2 separate regions of the Mus musculus genome follow, and region 1 is linked to region 2. The links are chromatin contacts, called in public HiChIP or PLAC-seq maps. All regions are on one chromosome and are shown on one strand. Each heading gives the region's core, a stretch centred on a gene start, on an enhancer-like site or on the middle of the called end of the contact. The rest is flanking DNA. Distances are from core to core; before and after follow the strand shown. Region 1 holds the start of Coch (cochlin). Region 2 holds the start of 3110039M20Rik (RIKEN cDNA 3110039M20 gene).

Region 1 (5,381 bases), core at 2,078-4,577, 2.2 Mb after region 2:
TTCCTCTCAGAACCTCCCCTCCCCATCTCCTCACTCCCCATCCACTCCTCCTCTGTTTACCTTCAGAAAAGGATACCCTTCCCAGGGGGATCAACCAAACATGGCATACCAAGTTGCAATAAAGCTAGGCTGGATGGGGCAACACAGTAGGAAGACAAGGGTCCCCAAAATAATTATTTACAGACCTTGAAAGAACAGTACTCAACTTAATATGGAAAAAATAGGATAGCTAAAACATACTGTACAATAAAAGAACCATCTCTGATTTCAAGCTTCACTAGAGAGCTATAATGACAAAAACTACATGGTATTGGCATAAAACAGCCAGGTTGATCAAATCAAAGACCCAGACATAAATCTACACACCTATGGATACCTGTTTTTTGATAAAGAAGCCAAAATTATATAATGGAAAAAAAGAAAGCATCTTCAACAAATGGTGCTGGTCTAACTGGATGTCTGCACGTAGAAGAAATGCAAATAGATCCATATCTATCACCCTGTACACAACTCAAGTCCAAGTGGATCAAAGACCTCAACATAAAACCAAACGCACTGAAGCTGATAGAAGAGAAGGTAAGGAGCAGCCTTGCTCTCATTGACACAGGAGATAACTTCCTGAGCAGAGCATCAATAGTGCAGGCACAACGATCAACAATAAATGTCTTCATCAGGGATTTACTCATTTTGTTCATTATAGAGTGTGGGCGCGGGTGTGAGTGTATAAGCTACAGCTCCCACCTCTGGAGATCAGAGGACAACTCTGCAGCCAGTTCTCTCCCTCCATCTTTATGTGGGTCACCTAGGGTTAAATTCTGGTGGCCAGGCTTGCAGAACCAGCACCTTTCTGTGCTGAGCCATTTCACTACCACTGGACATTGTTTTTAAACAACTATAATTTGTGTTTCATCATGGAAACATAGTTGACACATAGAAATAGAATCTCAATGAAAAAGTGAAAAGCCAGTGAAAGATTAAGAATTATTAATTTCTCTGCTGACATTGAATTAAGTATTGTGTATCTTGGGCTATGCATTAGAATCATCCAGAGAGGTTTTTAAATGCTCTGTCCCCATCCCAGAGCAAAAGGATCAGAATCTCTTGAGGGATGGAAAACTCCCGCTACCATACAAATCAGTGCTCCCCAAGTGGTCCCCACAACAACCTAGTTAGGAGCCAGCTGCTCTCTGGTTTTTGGTTTTGTTTGTTTGTTGATATTAAATGGTCTTTGTTAGAGCAAGATAACTAGCAATCCTGGACAATGCTCTGAAATATCACCGAACTGAATATAAATTTGTCTTTTCAGTCAAGAGCCAGATCTGCCTCTCCCTCTGGCTCTGAAGACCGGTCTCTAAAAGCACATATTTTTCCCTCCATATATTTATGGTGAACATGAAAAACAAACTAACTGAGGAAAAGAAATATCACCCGGACTCCTCCACCCTCCTTGGTTGGTCTTTCCAAAAGAATAAAAATAAATAAAGACTTAACTTCTCTTAAATGTTTCAAAACAAAATAATTAAAATGCCTGGGTAAACAGCCATGAAACTTAATGAGCTATTTCCTCCATTTCTTAAGTCACAGACTCAGGGTCTATCATGGAAATAGCTGCAGGAATTTGATTCTGCCAGATCATGGTGGACTGGCATCAGGGACTGTGCCCTGCAGGGACTCTTTCTCTGCCTTGCACCCCATTTGACCATGCTGCCTGAGTTGCTGCCTAGCAACTAATTATACAAGATCACGACAATTTCCCGGGCCTGACTGGAGGAACCTGTCCAACCCTGGCGTAGGACACACAAAGAACAATCATGAAAAGGACAGCTTTAATTGTCTTCATCTTCAATTTTTCTTCCAAGAAAACTATCAAGGATGGTTAGGTAGACTCCTGAGAAAATCACAATTCTCTCATGAAAGAGATCAAATCTTTCAAGCAGCCATGAAAAAGAAAAAGAAACACCGAGTACTTCCCAAATCACCGACCAAGCAATTTTGTCCCTTCTCAGAAGACAGCCAAGTGATAAAAGAAATGCCTGGTAAAACCACGGAGGCATTCTGTCAGCCCAGGCAAGGGCTGTTCAGCTGACGCACACTTCAGCATAGTCACACCTCCACATCATGCACTAGTGTAGGACTCCACGTACATAAATGTCCAAGTCTATAGGGAGAGGAAGTGGACTGCTGAGGTCATGTGGTGGAGAGGAAAGGGCGTGCCGGCTCTTCACCAGGAGGCATCATTTTGGATGTGATTGAATATTCTGAAATTGATCTACGGTGAGGATCATAAACTTTCTAGAAGTCACTGAATCCTGTCTTTTAAATGGATGGATTCTATGACATAAATTATAGCTGAATAAAGCTACATTTAAAACAGGTATTGTAACCAGGTGTGATTGGTCCATCCGTGGCACTGCGGAAGGCTGAGGCAGGATACAATGAATTCAAAGTCATCTTAGACTACCTTAAAACCATGGCTCAAAAAACCAAAATCAAAACAACAACAACAACAACAACAAAAACCTAAAGCAGGGGCTGTCCAGGTCTGAAATTCCTCTGCTACCTTGCAGGTCTGTCATGAACACGCCCTATGTGTTTTGTTCTTTCTCTATGCCCATCATGAAAAGTTGCTATAATTGAAATGCGGAGCACATACTACCACATCTAAAGTTCCATAGAATCACCAGATTTGAGACTAGAAACACAAACAAGGAATCTTTCCTAATCTGGAGAAAGAGGAAGAAAAAAAGAAATGTAACTATTGTCTGGAGGTTAGGAGCACTCTACAATGTACCTACTCTTTACAACAAATGACCCATCAGGGAAAACCGTTTTCCACCTGAAAATAAGTCCAGAGGCCGAGCCCCTAAGACAAGTTTTCCATAACATTTATCAAATGCTGCTTGGTTTTACTTTTAAAGTAGGCACTGTTCCCCACGGGGCGCGAAGCTGGGAAGTTTTGTTCTCAGAACCGGGTGGCTTGGCTGCTCTGCACCCTGCTGAGCCCCTCAATTCCCTCAAGGCGGCTCCTAAGACCGTCTCTGTCCAGTACCCTGCACGCCCTAAGTGTCCCTAGGCGTTTCCCCAAACGCGCTCCGACGCCTTTTCCCATCAAGTCCCCGGACACCACAGGCGACCTTCACGCCTCCCCAGAGAACCCCACACCGCAGGAAGAGGCGCCAGTCCGCTGGCCTCCCCCGGGGACCGTCGGGGGGGGGGGGCGAGGGAGGAGCTGGCCGGCCACCGCCCTACGGGGGCGGGAGGGGGAGGGCTGGGGACCGCTCCTAGCCCCTGCTGGCGCCCCCCGCACAGTGCTCATGCGCGCCGCCCGTCTTTATAGCGGCCACGGAGCCGCGCTTGCCGCACTCGGGTGTAGCCGGGCGGATCCCACGCAGGTGCGGGACCCGGGGAGGTGCATAGGGTCTGTGCCTCTGCCTGTGTGTCCTGGCGTACCCCACGCTGGTCCGAGGTGGCACAGCGCGTCTGGAGCTGCTCGAACTGCAGCGGTCGGGTTCTCCCGCCTTCGCCGGCTTCCGAGGAGCGCAGGGCCGTGCGGTCCCCGGCGAACCTCGTTCACGCCTCACTCTCCCGCAGGTCCACGGAGATCCTCGCCATGCCCTCGTCCAGGATCCCTGCTCTCTGCCTCGGTGGGTACACTCCCATCCCCTACCCCTCGCCCTCTCGCGCGGGCGGAGGCTGTAGCCACCTCGCTGTCCTCTCTCCGCAGGTGCGTGGCTGCTGCTGCTGCTGCTGCCCCGGTTCGCGCGCGCCGAGGGAGCGGGTGAGTTAGGTGCGGGAGGAGGGAGATGGGGAGGACAGGGTCAGTTCCCGCAGGCTAGGGACCTGCGTAGGGATGCGGGGCTGCAGAGGCGGAGACCCGCCCTCACCCATCTCCAGCGCAGCCCTCGGGCTTGCCTGTTTTTCCACGCCAGGGTCCCCGGGGTCCGTTTGTGCCTCCTTCCCGGGAGCACGCCACCTAGCCCCGGGACCATTCGTCCCGAGTTACTCCGTTGTTTTCCGGGCTGGGGACAACTGTTTGGTCCCAGCCCACAGAGGAGGGCTGCTCACATCCTGGTCCCACCTAATCCGATCACCTCGCTGTGCTGTGCGTTTGTGCTTGTAACCCCTTTGGAAAACAGCGTCGGCGGTTCCTATATCTATCTCCCTGGGAGCCTCAAAAGAGTTTGTTCCACGTGTAGAAGTCCGAGTGTGGTTCGGTGTCTTTTCTGCGATGTAAGAGAGTTTCGCTTCTAAAATCTTACGCTTGCTTTTCTTCAAAGTAGAAATGGTAAGTACCTTTTGCCCAACAAAGCAAGTGTTAGCAGCTCCGGACAATCTCGGTCCTGGATTCCAGAGTCGTTGTCGCCCCACTCCCACCTACCCCCACCCCCGTCGCTGAAAAGGGAAAAGATTTGGGTTATTTCATAGAGTTGCAAGGCTCCTATTTGAAGTTAGGATTTTAACCGAGCCTGAAGAATTGATATTGCACCTTGCGTCTTCCCTTTTCTTCCGTGGTCCAGGCAAGGATCCTTGGCAGAGGCAAATTACTCAACTTTTAAAACCATCCTTTCTTGCCTCGTGGGAGAGACTTTTTTTTTTTTTAAATTGGTCCGACTGACTGTAAGATTTAAGCATATTAGCAGTGCTTTCTTTTAAAAAAAAAAAGGGGGGGGGTGCTGCCTTCCATATTCCTTTGGACAGATCTGGAGGAGATACAATCAGATTCAAGTAGAGGACTAATTTCCTTGTGTCCTAGCCTTTGGGATTTGCGGCGTGCTCCGTAGGCTAATTAACTCTATGACTTTCATTTCCTCAATTGTAAAATATATGATCCAGGCACCTGTTAACTGGTTGGTTTATGTGAATGTGGGACTGTAAAGCCCTGACTGTATCAGGTAATGGGCCAGACAGCCCCCTGGGAAGGGTAGCTGAAGACGTTTGCATTTGTCTATGAAGACACTCCACAAAGGCTCAATACAGATGTACCGTCATCATAAATAACTGGAAAGAGTTCATCACAATTAAGATCTTTTTTTATTTCTAGGTCAAAGACTAATGCTATTTTCTCATTCTGATGCACTTTTTCAATTACATTTTCCAAATTGATGAAGAACTGGAAACAATGTCACATTAGATATCTGTAGTAACTTGGCCCTAGATTAAATTGGAAACCCCTTTGGGCTTGCTAATATCTAAAACGGTGTCAACATTTAAGTCGGTGTTTTGGCAGAAGTATAGAAATTGGGGGAATAAATAGAATCCCTGCAATACTTCCCCCGTAAAGCAGCCCAGGAGCTCTTACAGGACACACCCTTTCTCTTCAGTTCCCATTCCTGTCACCTGCTTTACCAGAGGCCTGGATATCCGAAAAGAGAAAGCAGATG
Region 2 (5,615 bases), core at 1,418-3,917:
GACTCTAAAACTGAGAATAGCAGTTTTTCCCCCTTTGTGAACAATTTTTACCAAGAACAGGCTACTTAATAAATACTAGCTCTAAATGAAACCTAGGATTTTCAGATGATATCTTTGTTTTTGTAGATATGCAGCAAAGAAAGGTATTCAATTTTATATGCATAGCTGTTTATTCTGTACTTATTTTAAAGATCAGTTGATAGAATGTCCTTTATATATATTGTTTCAGGTATTTGTTTATAGAATTTGACAAACTATAAATAAATATATGTATATAGTTAGATATAAGTGAATAATGAGCAATATAGTATGATATATAATATATATTATATATGTATATTATATATATATATATATCCCTTCAGTTCAGGTACAATTTGTGCTATGAATGCTGCAAACATTTTTTTTAACTATTTGTATTTATACTTTCTAAGTCAGCATTTATTTTTCTGGCTTTTTACCCACAGTGAAAGAATTCTAATAAAGATTTGCTGAGTTGGATTATAGAGTTACTGAAGTGATCACCTGTTGTAATGATTTATAGACGGATGTTGATATTTATATTTTTAATTACATCAATTTAAAAGTCTAGTTATTCACAGTAAAATAGCCCTATCTCCCCCTCCATTTTTACATCATAGAGGTACTTGTTTGATTAGCTTTTTAATATATTTGTATAATTTAATTTACAGATGTGTTTCTTTTGCTTATACAGAACAAATTTTTGGTTTTAACTACAATATGCATATATATGAGATATATTAAGTGTATACATATGCATACATATGAAAATGAAAACTTTTCCAAATTGTCTCAAATAGCCCACTCACTATAATTCCAGAAAATAATTAGAAAACCTGAGTTAAAGGTTTAGTAATTAATTGGATCCTGTGGTGATTCTGTGGAAGGCAAGTTGTTCATTTGTTACATTTGTATAGTCTGAAATGTGTTCTGCAGTAATGCAATAAGCTGGCCACTTTTTACAATGGGTCCAGTGAAAAATAATCTGTCCCTAAGATGTTATCAGCAAACACTTAGAGAGTTGCTCAGGGGAAGAGGGGCAGTGAACCCAGTAGAGAAGCAGGTTGGCTAAAATTGATTTTAAATTTAGAATAGCTGATGTTGGGAAATGGGGATGGCTGGGTTGTGAATTGGAGAAAGGAAGAAGGGAGAAGGGGAGAAAGCGGGGAAGAGGGGAGAGAGATCTTATGAAATTTTAAAAAGCTGGAATCAAATTGAACAGAGAGAGATGGGCAAAATAGACTAGTTTGATTATCTCCATCTTAATGTGAGAATAGATTTTGCTTAGATATAAGTCTTTTTTTTTAATCTAACAGTTTTTTAAAAGTGAATCACACACACACACACACACAGACACACACACACAAGTAAGGGGGGAGGCAGGGAATGTGGGCTTAGGCAAAGAAATCTTCATTGCATAGCTGAGAGACAAACAGGGAAAGGCCTACATTTAGATTGGAGGAAAAATAGGATGACTATTGCTTGCTTCTGCTATGGGCTTTATTTATGGAATAAGTATGTACTACCACGGAGGAAACACAGTATTAACTATCAAAAGTTGAAAGGAAAGCTGAATTCACATAGTAAAACTAATAGATCTAGATATTTAAGAAACATTTCGTTGGTGAGTGTTTGCTCTCTGGACAGCATAAATGAACACTCCATACTTATTTATAATTTTATAAAATGTTTATTTAAAATATAGAGAAATATAATTTCAATGGCAATATTTTTTGTACTTTCAAGTCCATAATGAAGTTGACTTTTTGTATTTATGGAACTAGATATTGGAGTACAAGTGTGCTTTAGCCCATGTCTAATTTACTAATATAGACGATGTGATTGGAAGTTTGTTTATTAGGCTTCCTAGACATAAGCAAGAATGAGTGTATATATATATATATATATATATAATTTGGTAGAGGCCTTTTTGAAGCCCAGTCTATGAACATATTTTATTTCATTAATTTTTATATGATTGACCCTCCCTCAGGATATCCTCTTTTAAAAATGACAATTTGCTATAGTATTGATACATTTAATTTTGCTTCAGACCTGTTACAGTGTTTTACTGTGTATTGTCACCAACTTTTTGCTGATTGCAGTAAGTTCAGTGCAGACAAACACTTCTAAAACTCTTTGGAGATTATTTTTGCGTAGACTTATATTGCTTAAAATGAAGTAAAGACTGACCTTTTTGAAAATGATCACGATTTAAAAATTAAAACTCCAAATTGTAATATTACAGATTTAGTATTTCAATTGACATAATTGGAAGTTAATGAAACTGTTAGTACATAAACACAAGGAAATGATTTAAAATGCAACAGACAGGGAATTTCTTCCAAATATTTTTTTCTGTAATTGCAATACTGGAAATCAAGTTAGTCTAAAACTGTTCTGTACAAGTGTCCTGATGATAGTGAAGGTAGTCTTCCCGTGTCTTCTATGGCTGGAATCATAGCAAGAGCAGAAAGGAAAAAAAATCTGTCCTGAAGTGTATTGATTATAATATGTATTCAAGTTGGTACATATTTCACCCCAAAGAGATGGGCACATAAAATATATTAGAAGTCTATATAAAATTTTGATTTTTACAACATGTATTTTCTACTTTGTCATTGAGGATTTTGCATGCATTGAAATAATTTTAATTTTGATAAATTAATTTTGTGAGTAGCTAATATAGTTGGTTCTTTTTAAGGCTAAAAGCCTGTTGGAGAATTAGGTTAACAAACGGTGACGGTGAAGATCATTGCAGGTTTCAGTGCTGGCTGAGATGGGTTGCTGAGGTTGTGTAACTGTGTCTAGAGGGGCGGGGTTCCTGTACATTCCTACTTCAGCAGATAACCCTGTCCCCAGCCATACTCCAGCTTCTCCCAGACAGACGGAAATCTCCAGAGGAAAATCTGCACAGCCCTTCTAAGAAGCAGGGTAGGTAAACATTGAGTTTTAAAATTTCCCCTCATTATACTTCTACTCAAGGCCGGATCCTGAAGTTACAAAAAGAGTAGTGGTCATCTAAATTCTCTTTAGCAACAATATGACTGAGTTCTTCCTACTGTAAGAGTTAAAGGGTGTTAGCGATCTTCCAGATAGCTGGAAAATCCATTTTCGATTTTTCTTTTGCTTCCAATTTCCCTCTTTTCTCTCACCCCAATTGCCCTGCTTTACCATTCCTCCAGGAACTCCTCCCCTAAGCTCCAATAGTTAAAACCAAGCTATCTTTTAGTTTCCAGCTCCTAAATTGGCCCTTTCCCCCACTCAGTTCTTGAAGACTTTGTCCAGGAAATGTAGGCCCAGGGGCGCTGGGCTGCGGAATATATGACGTAGTGTTATGTTTTGTCTTCCTCCCTCCCTCCCGATTTGGTGCCCCCACCCCACCCCCCAATCCAAGGTTCTGCTCGATGTTATCGGAAGGCTGCTGAGGACTTGAGAACTGTGAACACTCTCACCAGGAGATCGGTAAGTGAAAGTCTCCCTGCCGCACGTGGTGGTGGGTGGTTAGCGTGTCCCACAGGCTACTGTGGATGTACCCTTAAATCTAGACTCTTGGAGGCTTAAGTGTTCTTTTTTCCCACTTGGAAATTGTTCCAAGCGAGTAGATTCTCACAGCCATAGGTGGATGAATGCGTGATTTGTCCACGTGGGCAGAAATCATGGTGGCTGCCTAGGTAAAGAGGATTTAGATATTTCAAAGAAGGAAAAAAAGAAGATAAATTTATATGGAGAAGGCAATGGGATACTCTAGTATGTACAGAAGTGTAAGGTATTTCGTTTAATGGAGAAATTTCTGAATTTCATGGCTGCTTCAGAGAACAAGGAAATTTAATGTTCAAACCTGGGATCGTTGGCATAAAGACTTTTTTTTAATATCATTAAGAACCAATCTCTCTCTCTCTCTCTCTCTCTCTCTCTCTCTCTCTCTCTCTCTCTCTCTCTCTCTCTCTCCCTCTCTCTCTCTCTCATGCTTTCTTTTCTACTTTCACACTGGCATTGCCAGCCTCACCCAGTGCGGGCCCTCTTTCCTCAGTTCCTTTGGCTGCGACAAGCTATGGTCTCTACAGGACTAAGCGGATCTGGTGCAGGTCGAGTTCAGAGCCACTTGAGAGAAGGAGACTTCTTGGTCTCACAGAGGAGGAAAAAAAAATCGAGGGAAATGAGCACCGTTCTGGGCTTGACTTTGTCCCTGTTGGGAATAGCTCAGTTCCCGGCTTTGGAAATCTCAGGAAAATAATTGATTTTTAATGCACACTTAGGAGCCAGCGTTGTATGCTCCAGAGTCTGGCTGTCCCACGGTGGCTGCGAGCGCGCCAGACTCTGGCTGACTCCTCCCGAAGCTCCGGAGAGAGGCCGGGCTGCGGTGTCGGGATGGCCTGCCCTGGGACTATGGACTCGGACTGGCTTTGTCGAGGGCGCTGGGCTGGACTCCAAGTAGAGCGGCAGGACTCGGTCCGGAGTTGAGGTCTCGGGTTAGGGACTAACAACAGAACATGCTATTAGAACATGGACCAGGCAGTAGAGCTAGCTGGGGCTGCTCGGCTGCAAGGCCTGTTCTGGGCCCGCGTTCAGATAGCACTTGCGGGCCTCCCTGCCCAATGAGCCGCGCTGCTGGCGAGCAGCAACGCGAGGGCGCTCTAGCCCAGGACACCGCCGCCGCTTGGGGAACTGGTTTCCCAGAGCTGCGGACGCAGGCTCCCCTACCTTACCCTTCCTTCTTAGCCGTCTAAGATCCTTTCCCTACTTCTAAGAAGCTGTTAGTTAGTCTTTGTTTATGGGGTGCAGTTTCAGATCTCAGCACTCACCCGGTAGTTGGTAAAACTGATTTTTCAATAGTCTATCTCCTTCTGGTTTATTGCCCTCGCCTCTGTTATTCGGGTAGGAAATTTCCTGAACGCTAGGAGCAGCATGGAGTTAGGGAGACAAAAGCGGGCTGGGAAGCAGATTACCGCGGAAGCGCGGAGAATCGCTAGGAATCATCTTCCTTTTGGAAGAATTGAAGGGAAGAGATGAGAAATGCAGCGGGATGCTTCCACCTGCACCTCCCTCTTATAACAGTCAAGCATAGTTGTTAAGCTTCCACATCGCTGCTGCATCCTGGCCCTTTAGCAAAACTTAAAATAGGCGGAAATCCCGAGACCGTGATCTGAGAAGATACTTAAGATAATAACAAATAACTCAGAATTCTGCATGTAAGTCTGTAAGGAGAGATGGAATGGCCTACATCTTTTCCGGGTTTGTGGCCTAGAGCATTTCAGAGTCTTTGACATTGCGGAAAAGCCCTCACAGGAGGAAAGAGCATATAGCTCTTGGCGAAATTTGCAAACTTCGGGTGGCTACTAAAGAGCATGTTCAATAACTACACGTTTGGATATTCATTTTCCGGCTAAAGTTGAATTCTCCTATATTTATAGAATCCCGGGTTGAAATAGACACCTTCGTTTTCGTTCCTCCTCCTCATTTCCTGTTATTGCTTCCCTCTTTGTGTGCTTTAAGGAGCAAAGGTATCTTCCTGCTTAGGCAGATACTGTTTGTTTGTTTGTTTTAATTTGATTGAATAGGAAGACTGAAAACTGTAATGGGGTTAGAGCGAA

What was found. HiChIP or PLAC-seq counts read pairs in DNA pulled down with a chosen protein or histone mark.
Region 1: a contact with region 2 is called in an H3K4me3 HiChIP or PLAC-seq map of stem cell-derived neural progenitor cells, with 4 times the contacts expected there. The contact joins the promoter of Coch here to the promoter of 3110039M20Rik in region 2. A contact is called at or near these places in 6 of 39 promoter capture datasets (cranial neural crest, embryonic stem cells, frontonasal cranial neural crest and 3 more), 1 of 484 Hi-C or Micro-C datasets (cerebellum) and 1 of 115 datasets of contacts at active chromatin or transcription factors (stem cell-derived neural progenitor cells).

Annotation. Positions count from the first base shown.
Region 1 is chr12:51,590,014-51,595,394 of GRCm38.p6, forward strand. It overlaps Coch (cochlin), which reads left to right and starts at 3,328. Exons shown (of 12, transcript NM_001198835.1): 1 at 3,328-3,392; 2 at 3,592-3,644; 3 at 3,725-3,778; 4 at 5,322-5,381. The coding sequence starts at 3,611.
Region 2 is chr12:49,386,985-49,392,599 of GRCm38.p6, forward strand. 3110039M20Rik (RIKEN cDNA 3110039M20 gene) reads left to right here and starts at 2,668. Exons shown (of 3, transcript NR_026733.1): 1 at 2,668-2,955; 2 at 3,419-3,486.